2 separate regions of the Triticum aestivum genome follow, and region 1 is linked to region 2. A link is a contact called in public Hi-C data. All regions are on one chromosome and are shown on one strand. The core of a region is the stretch at or near the end of the contact, and the rest is flanking DNA. Distances in the headings are between cores, read along the strand shown.

Evidence for each region. A called contact is a pair of places that touch in the nucleus more often than the background predicts.
Region 1: a contact with region 2 is called in a Hi-C map of an unstated tissue, with 4 times the contacts expected there. The contact joins the enhancer-like site here to the promoter of LOC123129075 in region 2. A contact is called at or near these places in 3 of 5 Hi-C or Micro-C datasets (leaf and an unstated tissue) and 1 of 1 datasets of contacts at active chromatin or transcription factors (leaf).

Annotation. Positions count from the first base shown.
Region 1 is chr6A:613,817,674-613,823,228 of IWGSC CS RefSeq v2.1, reverse strand. It overlaps LOC123129077 (disease resistance protein RGA5), which reads left to right. Exons shown (of 6, transcript XM_044549228.1): 3 at 1-1,234; 4 at 1,334-1,442; 5 at 1,621-1,678; 6 at 1,801-2,071. The coding sequence ends at 1,216. Among protein-coding and RNA genes, the nearest start is that of LOC123129077, 5.7 kb to the left of the region's middle. Within about 2 kb of position 3,233, at least 1 of the 8 cell types and tissues checked has an H3K27ac peak or open chromatin away from gene starts, as enhancers often do.
Region 2 is chr6A:613,684,264-613,689,810 of IWGSC CS RefSeq v2.1, reverse strand. It overlaps LOC123129075 (disease resistance protein RGA5), which reads left to right and starts at 4,156. Exons shown (of 3, transcript XM_044549221.1): 1 at 4,156-4,997. The coding sequence starts at 4,186. It overlaps LOC123129076 (disease resistance protein PIK6-NP), which reads left to right. Exons shown (of 8, transcript XM_044549225.1): 5 at 1-30; 6 at 112-176; 7 at 264-363; 8 at 533-969.

The DNA.
Region 1 (5,555 bases), core at 1,984-4,483, 130 kb before region 2:
AGTTCGTCGGCTCTCCCTGCAAGCCAGCAAGCAAAAAGAACTGATAGTGCCAAGAGGCTTGGTGTTGTCTCATGTCCGATCACTTGATGTATTTGGGGAATCTGTGAAAATTCCTTCTATGGATAAGTTTAGGCATTTGCGTTTTCTGGACTTTGAACATTGCGACCAACTGGAGAACCATCATCTTGAAAATATAGATAAACTGTTTCAGCTGAGGTACCTGAGCCTCCGAGGGGTGAAGAAAGTAAGCAAGCTTCCAGAACAAATCGGACGCCTATGGTGCTTAGAGATACTGGAGTTAAGAGGCACCTCTGTTTATGAGTTACCAGCATCTATTGTCAATCTCAAGAGACTGGTGCGCCTATTAGTAAGAGGTAATGTTACTCTTCCTTGTGGAATTTCTAAGCTACAAGAACTGGAGAAATTGAGGCTTGTCAGTGTCTATAGCCAGTCATTTAACTTCCTGCAAGAATTTGAGCAGCAGCAGAGTCTGAAGGTATTGGTTCTTGATTTTGAGGATTATAATAATGCTGACCGAGTGAATGCTGAAAATGAGTCCAAGAAAACTATTATTGTTGCTTCCCTTAAAAACCTAGGGAACCTTCTCTCTCTAACTGTTTGGCATGGTCCTGAATTTGTAAGGGAGTCTTTGTGCCCTATGCCACTTAGCCTCCAGAAGCTGAAAGTCCGTGGTTCTATTATTCCCCATGTTCCAAATTGGGTCAGCTCCCTTGTCAACCTCCTGGACATACGCCTTCAATTGGCGGGAGTTGAGCAGAAGGATTTCTATATCCTTGGAGGGTTACCTGTTCTGCGTTGTCTGATTCTGAGAATTGATGGAAGGGAAATCAGAAATACCTCATTAACAGAAGAGCCTGAAGTTACAAGGGTCATAGTCTGTGGCGAAGTTGGATTCCCATGCTTGAGGATATTTAATTATAATAGTGAGTATGCTGTGATGAATTTGACGTTTGCGGCTGGAGCCATGCCCAAGGTAGATGACCTCAGGATACAATTTCACGCAGCAGAAACTGGGTCTCTCGGTACCAGCGGTGATTTTGATCTCGGAATAGAAAATCTCTCCAGCCTTGTTAAAATCAGATGTTATGTATGGGGGTACGGGGCCGATAGCAGCACAGTTGAGGCTGCAAAGGCTGCCATTCGGGAAGCAGCCAACGCACATCCCAACCGCCCTACTCTTGACTTGGACTGGTAATGCGTTGCCGGAATCGAGGTACTAACTTTTTCTCCCATGAAAGAGCATGTACATTAATCCACAAGATCTATGTATCTCTCCTATTGCCTCACATGATATTTTGTCTGTCTTTTTCAGTTCGGGGAACAATTCCAATTAGGCTGCAATGCCAAAGGTTCATCATCACTGCATTTCTGAGATCGAAGAATTCATCATTCTCTGCGAGGATGGATCTGCCTCCCTGCTGGTACCTACATAGTCAAACCTAGTAAGTATATCTTTATTATGGTTGCCATTCATACTCACAGCATCCCTAGCTAGAGAACTGCTTTCTGCACCCTTCAGATAGAGATACAGCATATGTGAGGTGCCTGCAGTTTTTTAATCTAATAATGCGCTCCTTTGGGTCATTGGCCTTCTGTTAGCGAAGCGGAGATGGAGAAGAAACTGGGAGGGGAGCCAGAAGAGCAAAGCCGACAGCAGGTGACCCAAACTCAACTCAACTGAACTTTGCATAAATAAATCCTCCTCTATCTATGGGTGTTTGGCCAATCTTCTGGTTCAGGGTCTTAACTGAACTTAACTAGAAACATGTCGTGCTTCAGGGCTGAGCAGAAGATGTCGTCGATGCTGTCGTGTCGTGGGAGAACACCGAGCACAAGGCTCTTGACGTGAAGCTCTGAACGCCAGAGGACTCGATTCTGAATCTGGACCTTGCCTAGTTCAGAGCTTCACGTTCAGATGCTGAATCTGGACACTTTAGTTGCAACTAAAGTGTCTTCACAACTGCAGGAGAAACTTGAGAAAAAGGCAGAATAGGCGGAGGAGAAACGGCGGGAACAGGTAGTGACGATCCAGAACAAGGGGGCAGAGGAGGGAGAAGCTGCTGCCGTGGAGATGATCAGGTCCAGACTCCAAAAGGAAAAATGCTCTGCTGCTTCGGCTGAGCAACCTACTGTAGCTCGCAGAAGATGTGATCTTCAATGTCCGAAAGCTTCGATCCTGCATGCATTTACATCTGGGAGAGAGAATTCACCTTGTTTTTACCTCTGTTTACACATTTTTCAGAGTAATTACCTCTTTGAACAGTTTTCAGCCGGATTACCACGTTTTGTTGGCGACTCCTCCCTTCTTAATGTGAAAACAGAGCACCTGCTCTGTTCGCCAAAAACAAGAACAGAACAGACAAGAACAAACATGGGATGCTGGGAGGGTGTTCATGGACTCCATTATTCAGAATTTCAGACTAACTAAGCACAACATATCTGACCAGATACATGCAGCCATGCTAACATGGATTATGGATCTCTCATACTCCCACATCTGAAATTCCAATCAAAAGGACGTTCGGTAGCATCTGAAGGACGGTCGACGGTCGGCTCAATGTACGTACACCACAAGCACGCTGCATGGACGTGTGGTTGCGCTCCAGCTCCGGTGTGCAGATCGATGAAGCACGACTTAGAAAGAAACCTAGCTAACGCCATCGTACTGGTGGTCAACAAGAAGGGAAAAGAACAGGGGTAGCAACACAAGTCACAACTCTGTGACAGACTCCTCTCATCGCCCATAGAGGTGTGCTGTGCACACGACTTGCAAAACTGTGTGCGATCTTCGTATTCAACCGTGAGAGACTTTCGCCGTTGTCCCCCTGAATCACTTCCTCGCGGGCGGCCACAAACTGCTCGGTCAGGGAGGAAACAGAGCATCGGGTCAACACGAGCAGAGGAGCACACACAAGTTTCAGGCAACCAATGCTTTCTATTTTATTTATTTTTCCAACTGAGTTCTTTTTTTTTGCGGGTGAAAAGGGTCTTTTTTTCACTTCCGCTTCGGTACACCCTCCCTAAACACATCGATGGCTGAGATTACTCCATACCCCTTCATAATAAAGGGCATGATGGTCTTTTCTTCAAAGTTTTTTTTTTCTGAGAAAAGTATTTTCTTCAAAGTCCGCTGCCTGCATACGATACGAGGCCGTAGAGGCAAGAAGTCGTCAAGGGCGGCTCACCTGGGCCGGCCCATCTGCAGGTGTGCGTTCACTACAGAAAAATAACGAAAAAAAGGACGCTGCTAGGAATCGAATCTGCATCTATCAGTCTATGTGAACACTAAGCTAACCACTTTGACAACCAATCTGCTATGTCAGAGTTCCAGCACGAATCATTAAGAAACTAAAGATCGCCGCAAAATTTAAAAAAATAGTTCGCAAAATTAAGATAAACCAAAGTGTGCAATAGGGATCGAATCAGGGACATCACACCAGTCAACCATGACAGTAGCCACTATACCATCTGAGATTTCGTGTCCAAAAAGGTAACTCAGTCTATATGAACCAAAAGCCGCGACAATATTTAAAAAAAATCAGACCCCATTTTCTAATTGGAAAAGGTAAATATTTGTAGAAACGCGGTCATTTAAAAATTTGTGATAGTTTAAAAAGAACTAGAACATTTTTGTGAAAACATGAACATTTTTTGGGAATCATAAAAGGAACAAACTAAAAATGATAACATATTTTGGAATTGCAAACAATTTTTTGGGAGACTTGAACACAAATTTGTGTTTTTGAAAAAACCTAAAATATTTTGTGAAGACACGAGTTTTGGGACTCTCAAACATTTGTTTTACAAAGGAAAAAAGCAATGAAAAGGAGAACATTTTAAAAAAATAGGAACTAAACTGAAAACACGATCCTTTTTAAAAATTACGAACAGTTGTTTCAAAGTGTGAACATTTTTTTGAAATTCTCAAACATTTATTGAATTTGCGAACAACTGTTGAAATCAAGAATACTTTTGGAATTTGCGAACAAATTTTGTAACCTCGTCGTCCTGATTACACTACTTGCCATCCGACTACGCTGCCACTCGTGATATTTAAAAGCAGGAAATGTATAAGGGTCAACTACCGTATCGATGGAAGAAAACTTGCATTCGTTTACCATGCCTACATTTACCATGCCTACATGTATAAGCATGCACACACGCCTGTTATCAAGAAACATGTTTTCTCAAACATGATAAGAATAAACTAATTTTCTAAATCTTTTTCAACGAGAACTTTATTGACTTTGTGAACAAATTTTGTGTAAAAAATATAAAAAATGTGAAAAAGAAAAAGGAGAAACAATAAATATAAAATATAAAATATAAATGACAACAAATTTTGCCAACAGTTGGGCATGCCCAATGTTGTCCACCATGCAAGCTTTGAACGAGTTCGGTCTTGTGTTTTAGGGTTTTTTCACCGAAAAATCTATAACAAAGATATAAAATGTCAACAACCAACATGCATGCTGGCCATGGTGATGCGAGGGTGTGGAAAAAATTGATTGAGTTCGGAGGTGAAAAAAAGTGGTTCAAAACTTGCCCTTCCGGCCTACCCGAACATACCAAATTGTACACTGTGTGTCTGGTTCGAAGCATAAAACCACTGAAAAATGTTCCATGTGCTCATGAAATTTTTAAAAAGCTCACAAGTCTGAAATAAAACTGCAGACTCAAAAAAGTTCATGAATTTGAAATAAAACCGCAGACTTAAAAAATCATGAATTTGAAAAAAGGTCATGAGTTCGTAAAAAATTAATTTAAAAAATTATAAATTTGAAAAAGTTGACGAATTTTAAAAAGTTCTGTGAATAAGTATAGGAAGAAAAATATTAATAAATAAGGAAAAAAGAAAAAAAACCCAAAGAAAAACGGCCAAACTGAAAAAATAATCAGATGGAAAATGCGTGTTTTTTTATTAGCATTATACTTTGATAAGTAGAAGGAAATAAGTTTAATGACACAACAATTGAAGGAGCGCAGTGGTTACCAGCTTCATGAGTAGAGGTGGCTGTTGTGGGTTCGAATCTCACAAAGCGTTGTATGTATTTTTTGAAGTTTAATAAAACGAAAGAAACAAAATGACACTGTATAGACGCCTAGGCTAATGTACATCCGTATATATCCAGCAAACTGTGTATTGATATGTCAAAGGATCATACTGCCCTTTATACGTTTTGTGAGGGGGGGTGTACCGGTTCAGCACATCACCAGGCCCTGAACCAAGCCACACAGCCGTGCGCTTTTGTACTCTACCAAAACTTGCTAGGTAGTGGCTGACGCCATTTTGCTCCCGAGCTACATGTGTGAGCTTACAATTCCTCCCTTCCCTCATAAGTCTCTTGGTTTGGTCAACCAGCATGGCATACCGAGACCTATCACGCTCCGGTCCTGTTAACATATTATAGCCGACCAAGCAATCAGTCTCCACCATAACTGGCATTTGCGTCCACTGCAGTGCAAGGTTGACGCCCTCCATGCATGCAGATAGTTCTGCCTCCAGTGCATCCGAGCACGCACGAAGTTGTCTG
Region 2 (5,547 bases), core at 2,907-5,406:
GAGCACAGCAAGGACCAGCAACCGACACAGGTAATTCCTTTAATATTCAGCAAATTTGGAGGCAGATCCTAGCGTGTTCTCTGCTATGAATCTGAAACAAAATGAATGAAGCTGACAGGCGCGGTGCTGGCAAAGCGAGATGGAGAGGAGAACCAGAAGAGCAAGGCCGACAACAGGTGGCATGCCTCGACTCGTCTCAACTTAACTGAACCGAACCGAACTGAACTTTACACAAGAGAATCCTCTGCATCTTTGGTACGTAGCTACCTTGACTGGTGAAGGGCTGAGCACAAGATGTCGTCCGTCCTATCATGGGAGAAGACCAAGAAGACGGCTGTCCAAGCCAAGGTCCGAACACGGGAGGTATGTCGACTCTGCAACTCTGAAGGCCACCTTACTTTCCCTCCCGGCACTTCAGTAGTTCAGTTAGCAGCAAAGTTCAGTCTGCTATAACCGGCAGTGACAGACACCACACGATCAGTTAGCAGCAGGACCTGCGACGATTATGCTCCTCAAATATTTGGATTTGCAGGAGAAGCTGGAGAAGAAGAAGGCGGAGTACGCGGAGAAGATGCGGAACCGTATCGCGATGATCCACAAGGAGGAGCAGAGGGGCAGAGGGCCGCCGTGGAGGCGAGGCGGCAGGAGGAGATGATCAAGTACCAGGAGATGGCCACTGCACTTATCCGTATGTGGTCGATACTCACTCCAACGGAGGCCAGGGAGCATTTGGTTACTAGATCTATCCGATGGGAGACGGTAGCTCGGGATTTATTCAACCGGTTTGAATGACGGTCATGTAATAGGATAGCTGTTTAGTTTCCTATCTATTATATTTGCTTGCCGGTTGTGGCTGTCTGGTTTGCTGCTTTTGTGCTCTGTGTTGAGCACAGCCTTTTGTTTGTTTGTTTGAGACTACAAGACTATTGTTGGATCTTTTGCTTTTTATAATATGGCCGTATGGATCGTTCTGATGCAGAGGCCGGGGCAAACCCCCTTTTCGAAAAAAAAGGAGATGGCGGCCAAGCACCGGTCACAAGGGACCACGCCCGCCAAGAAGTTCCTCACCTGTTTCGGCTGAGCAACCACTGAAATACAATCATAGTGATCGAAAGTTGTGAAATAGCTTAGCTACAAGATGTGTTCTCTCTACCGCTCTTTGCTCTCTTCTTTTGGAACATCGATCATAGGCTTGGGTCATGCATGGATGTACTGCTTGCTTTTGTGTAGTGTGATGCACATACGTAATGTAATGGCGCATGTTCTGTCAGGGTGCGTGGGATGTGGTGTAGCTGTGCGAGCGTATGTACCTACTCGGATTTGAGAAACAGTTTGTCTAATTCACATCTAAATTTCCACAAATACGCAGCAACAAGGAACAAAAAAAAAAGCTGGGGCAGAAGAAAAATAGACAACAAACATAGTACACATTATGTTAGATGTGACATAGTTATGTCACATCTAGATGTGTCATAGACAGCCCCTGTGAAGAGATGTTTCTTAACAATGTCACTTGGATTCTTGTTATGCAAAGAAGGTCCTAGGCAGGCGGGGCGGGTTCAGAGTTCACCAATTTTCTGCTCTCGCCACACTTTGGCAGAGTTCACACACTATGAAAAAAAGAGCCCCTGCTTGTTCGTGCTCCAAAGCCTGATGGGGAAGCCCGAAAGGCCTGTGAGAAGTGAGTTTGGTTCTTCTACGAAAAAAGTAGGATGTCCTCAAGAAAGGATGGCTTGAATAACTTCGTTGCAAAATATTATGAATATTCTTTGGTGCATTTGGAAATCCAGGAACAACAAACGCTTTGACAGGAAAGATGGATCCCCATCCCATGAAATCTGATACGCTGATTTCTAGAGCCAAGGTCTACTCAGACGCCTCATGGAAAAACTCTTTCTCTACAAATCCTACAAATGCTCCTCCCACAGGGATTGGTGTACACATTCAGCTCGAACAGGAGCAGCACAAGATCGACATCTTCATTACAGGGACATGCACAACAGTTTTTTCTCCATTATGGATCTGATATACTCCCTCCGTTTTCTAATATAAGATCTTTTAACTTTTTCTTGATTCATATGTATTTAGAAACATTTTAGTATACATGTTCACTCATTTTAGTATGAATATAGACAATATTTTAAAATAACTAAAAGGTCTTATATTATGAAATGGAGGGAGTAGAACTGCACTCCTATACGAATTGGTCCACAGCAGAAAAAAAGGTTCAGAAAGGGGTTGTTGCTTCTGGACATAAGAAGTTGATAAACAACAAGTATGATACCATCAAGCAACTCCAAAAGGAAACAGAGATGGTGTGAAAGCTCTAAAAATACATGTAGCGATTTTGGTATCAATTCTTTGTATTTTCGCTGATCGTCGGCTGTGTATGTTTTTTTTACCTGAGAATGTAGGAATTTCTTCCCCGTGTATCTTGAAGGTTAAAGAATAACACAAACAAGTGTTTTTTTACCTTCCGAGCGACCTGCATAAGTCAGAAGGTTAAGGAATAGCACAAACAAGTGTTTCAGGTCTAGAGTACATCTCTATCTATATGTAATAATGTGCATGTTATGAATTGTTTCACGAATGAAATCATTGATCATTAACAAGAAGATAAGACTAGTATAATGATGACAGATTGTGCAAGCCCTTTAATTGGAGAGACATTGTTATTGGGTCAGAAATGCACATGTCAGACCATCCTCAAATACATATTACTGGTACATCAATTATGTAAGACACCGAACATGCTAATATGATGCTCCATATTACTGGTTGTTCCTGAAATAGAGGGGTATATCATATTAATTTCACAAGTTGTTCCTGCAAGTGCAACGAATCCTTTTCTCAACTCTGTCGATGGTACAACCTTTCCTTGGATGCTTCATCAAATGTATGTTTTCTGTTTATTTTGTAGAGTGTTAGCTACATTAAACTTACAATGCCTTTTGTTTTTCTCTAGCAGAGAATTGTTGTGTAGAGTGTTAGCTTTGCACAAAAGTTAAGATAACCTTATCCATACACTGGTTCATATTAAATCTGCTTTCAGATGTGAACGCCAATCTTACAAAAATATCGTGTCAGGTATAAAAATGCCAATCAGCGCTGGCCAAATCTTACAAAAATATCGTGTTAGATTTTCTTTTTGCGTGATAGATATAGAATTTGTTGCCAGCTGCTATTACCCTTGAAGGAAATACTGGATCTTAAGTGTTTCAGGAATTCTGACAATGATTAACATTCGATGTAACATGATATTTTCTATCAAATTAAATTATCTTACTCATGAAAGCACAACTTTGCCATTACCGTGCAATAGTTTTCTCATCGACATTGGAGGAAAATTTCGGACTTGATAGCACCGAGAGTAGTGGCTATAGAAAAACTAAGTGACGCGCCTTTTCCGGTCAAGCATGTGGGTTGCGTCTTTTGAGTCACCGATTAGTGCGCTAACTACAGAAAATTAGCGTTGGCGCTTTCAAGTCACCGGTTAGTGCGCGTGTCTCACGGATAGAAAAATACTAGTTTCGTGCAACTGGGCTGGAGTTATGCAGGTCGATGAACATGGTAATAATAGGCACTCTCTTTTTGAAGCAGAGAGCTTTCGTTAACTAAAACAGGGGGGGGGGGCGAGGGGGGGGGGGGGGGGGGGGTTACAATGGAGCGGGGCAACGCCTCCTGTTACTACTAGCTCCAGCAGCATGGTATGGTAATAATAGATTTGTTAAGCTAAAAGGCTAACTAAACAAAAATTAACGAGTACCGACTAAGACCTAGCTAGCTAGCTTGAGTTGGCATCTCATGACGTGCCACGGTAAGCGTTTATTATACTGAATGAGCAGATGAATCTTTCGGGCGAAGAGAGCTTGTGGTGAACAACGTGGAGGGGCATGCATTTGAACAGATCTGGAGTAGCTAGATGAACTTTTTGACTAGACCGACTTGGTAGCAGTGAGCATCTTAGCTTAATTTACAATCTCGGGGTAAGAGAAACTTGTCTTTAGCTCTGCAAGTAGAGCAACTTGACCCAAAATTAACTGCTTAATTACGGCCGGCCGATGTAACCATGCTAGCTTAAGGCCGAGAGAGGACAGTATCATTCAGCGCACACTTCTTTCGCATCCACACACACACACAAAAGAACTGAGCGAAGGAGCATCTGAGCTAGCACTACGAGCAACCATGGAGGCGGCTCTGGTGAGTGCAGCGACGGGGGCCTTGAAACCCGTCCTGGAGAAGCTGGGCGCTCTGGTGGGTGATAAGTACAAGCGGTTCAAGGGTGTGTGTGACGATATCAAGTCACTCACACGTGAACTCACTGCCATGGAAGCATTTCTTCTGAAGATGTCGGAGGAGGAGGATCCTGATGCTCAGGATAAGGTGTGGATGAATGAGGTGAGGGAGCTCTCCTATGACATGGAGGACTCCATTGACGACTTCATGCAGAGTGTTGACGTCGAAGATACAAAGCCAGATGGCTTCTTGGAGAAGATGAAGAACTTGCTGGGGAAGGTAAAGGCTCGGCACCGGATCGGCAAGGAGATACAAGATCTGAAGAAGCAAATCACTGAGGTGGCCCAGAGGAATGAAAGGTACAAGGTCCGTGAGGCCTTCTCCAAGAAAAAAAATGCAACCATCGACCCCAGAGCTCTTGCCATCTTTCAGCATACCTCTGAGCTTGTCGGAATTGATGAACCCAAGGCCAAGGTAATTAAACTGTTAACTGAAGGTACGTCGACACAAGAGAAGACGAAGTTGGTTTCCATCGTGGGATCTGGAGGAATGGGGAAGACAACTCTTGCAAGCCAAGTGTATGAAGATCTCAAAGGAAAATTTAAATGTCAGGCCTTCTTAACCGTGTCAAGGAATCCAGACATGATGAATATCCTCCGGACAATATTACGTGCAGTTAGTGGCCAACATTACAGAGACACTGAAGAAGGAAGTATAGAACAGCTCATCATGAAGATCAAGGATTTCCTAGTAGACAAAAGGTACCATTTCTATTTTAACTTCTCCTCCTCCTCCTCCTCCTCTGAGATCAAAATATAGTTACAGAAGGTACAATTTTTATTTTAACTTCTCCTCCGCTGACATCAAAATATAGTTAAAAAAATTATTTAGATATTTCGCCTCAAAATAATCTTGTATTTTTGTATAATAAAAATAGTTATGTGAAGTATTATGTTCATTCTTTATATTTTCAATAGTTGGTGCAAAAAGTAATGGCCAAATGTGTGTAGTCGAGTTCACCTTGATGCCGAGTAAATAAAAATAGAGAAATCAACGAAAACCACAACATATGACATAGCCTTAAAGCAACTATTATAGGGGGCTTATAGACAATTGAAAATGAGAGTGTGGGCCCTCCCGCGAGAGCCTACTTTGTGTTCCAAGGCAAATATATCTAAGAGACAATGTCATCATATGTTTTTTTAGAAGAAGAGGATTATCCCTAGCCTCTGCATCAATTGATGCACACAACCATAATTTTTAAGTAAAGTAGCCACAAAGTACGCAGTTCGACACAAGTTCAGAAGCAAA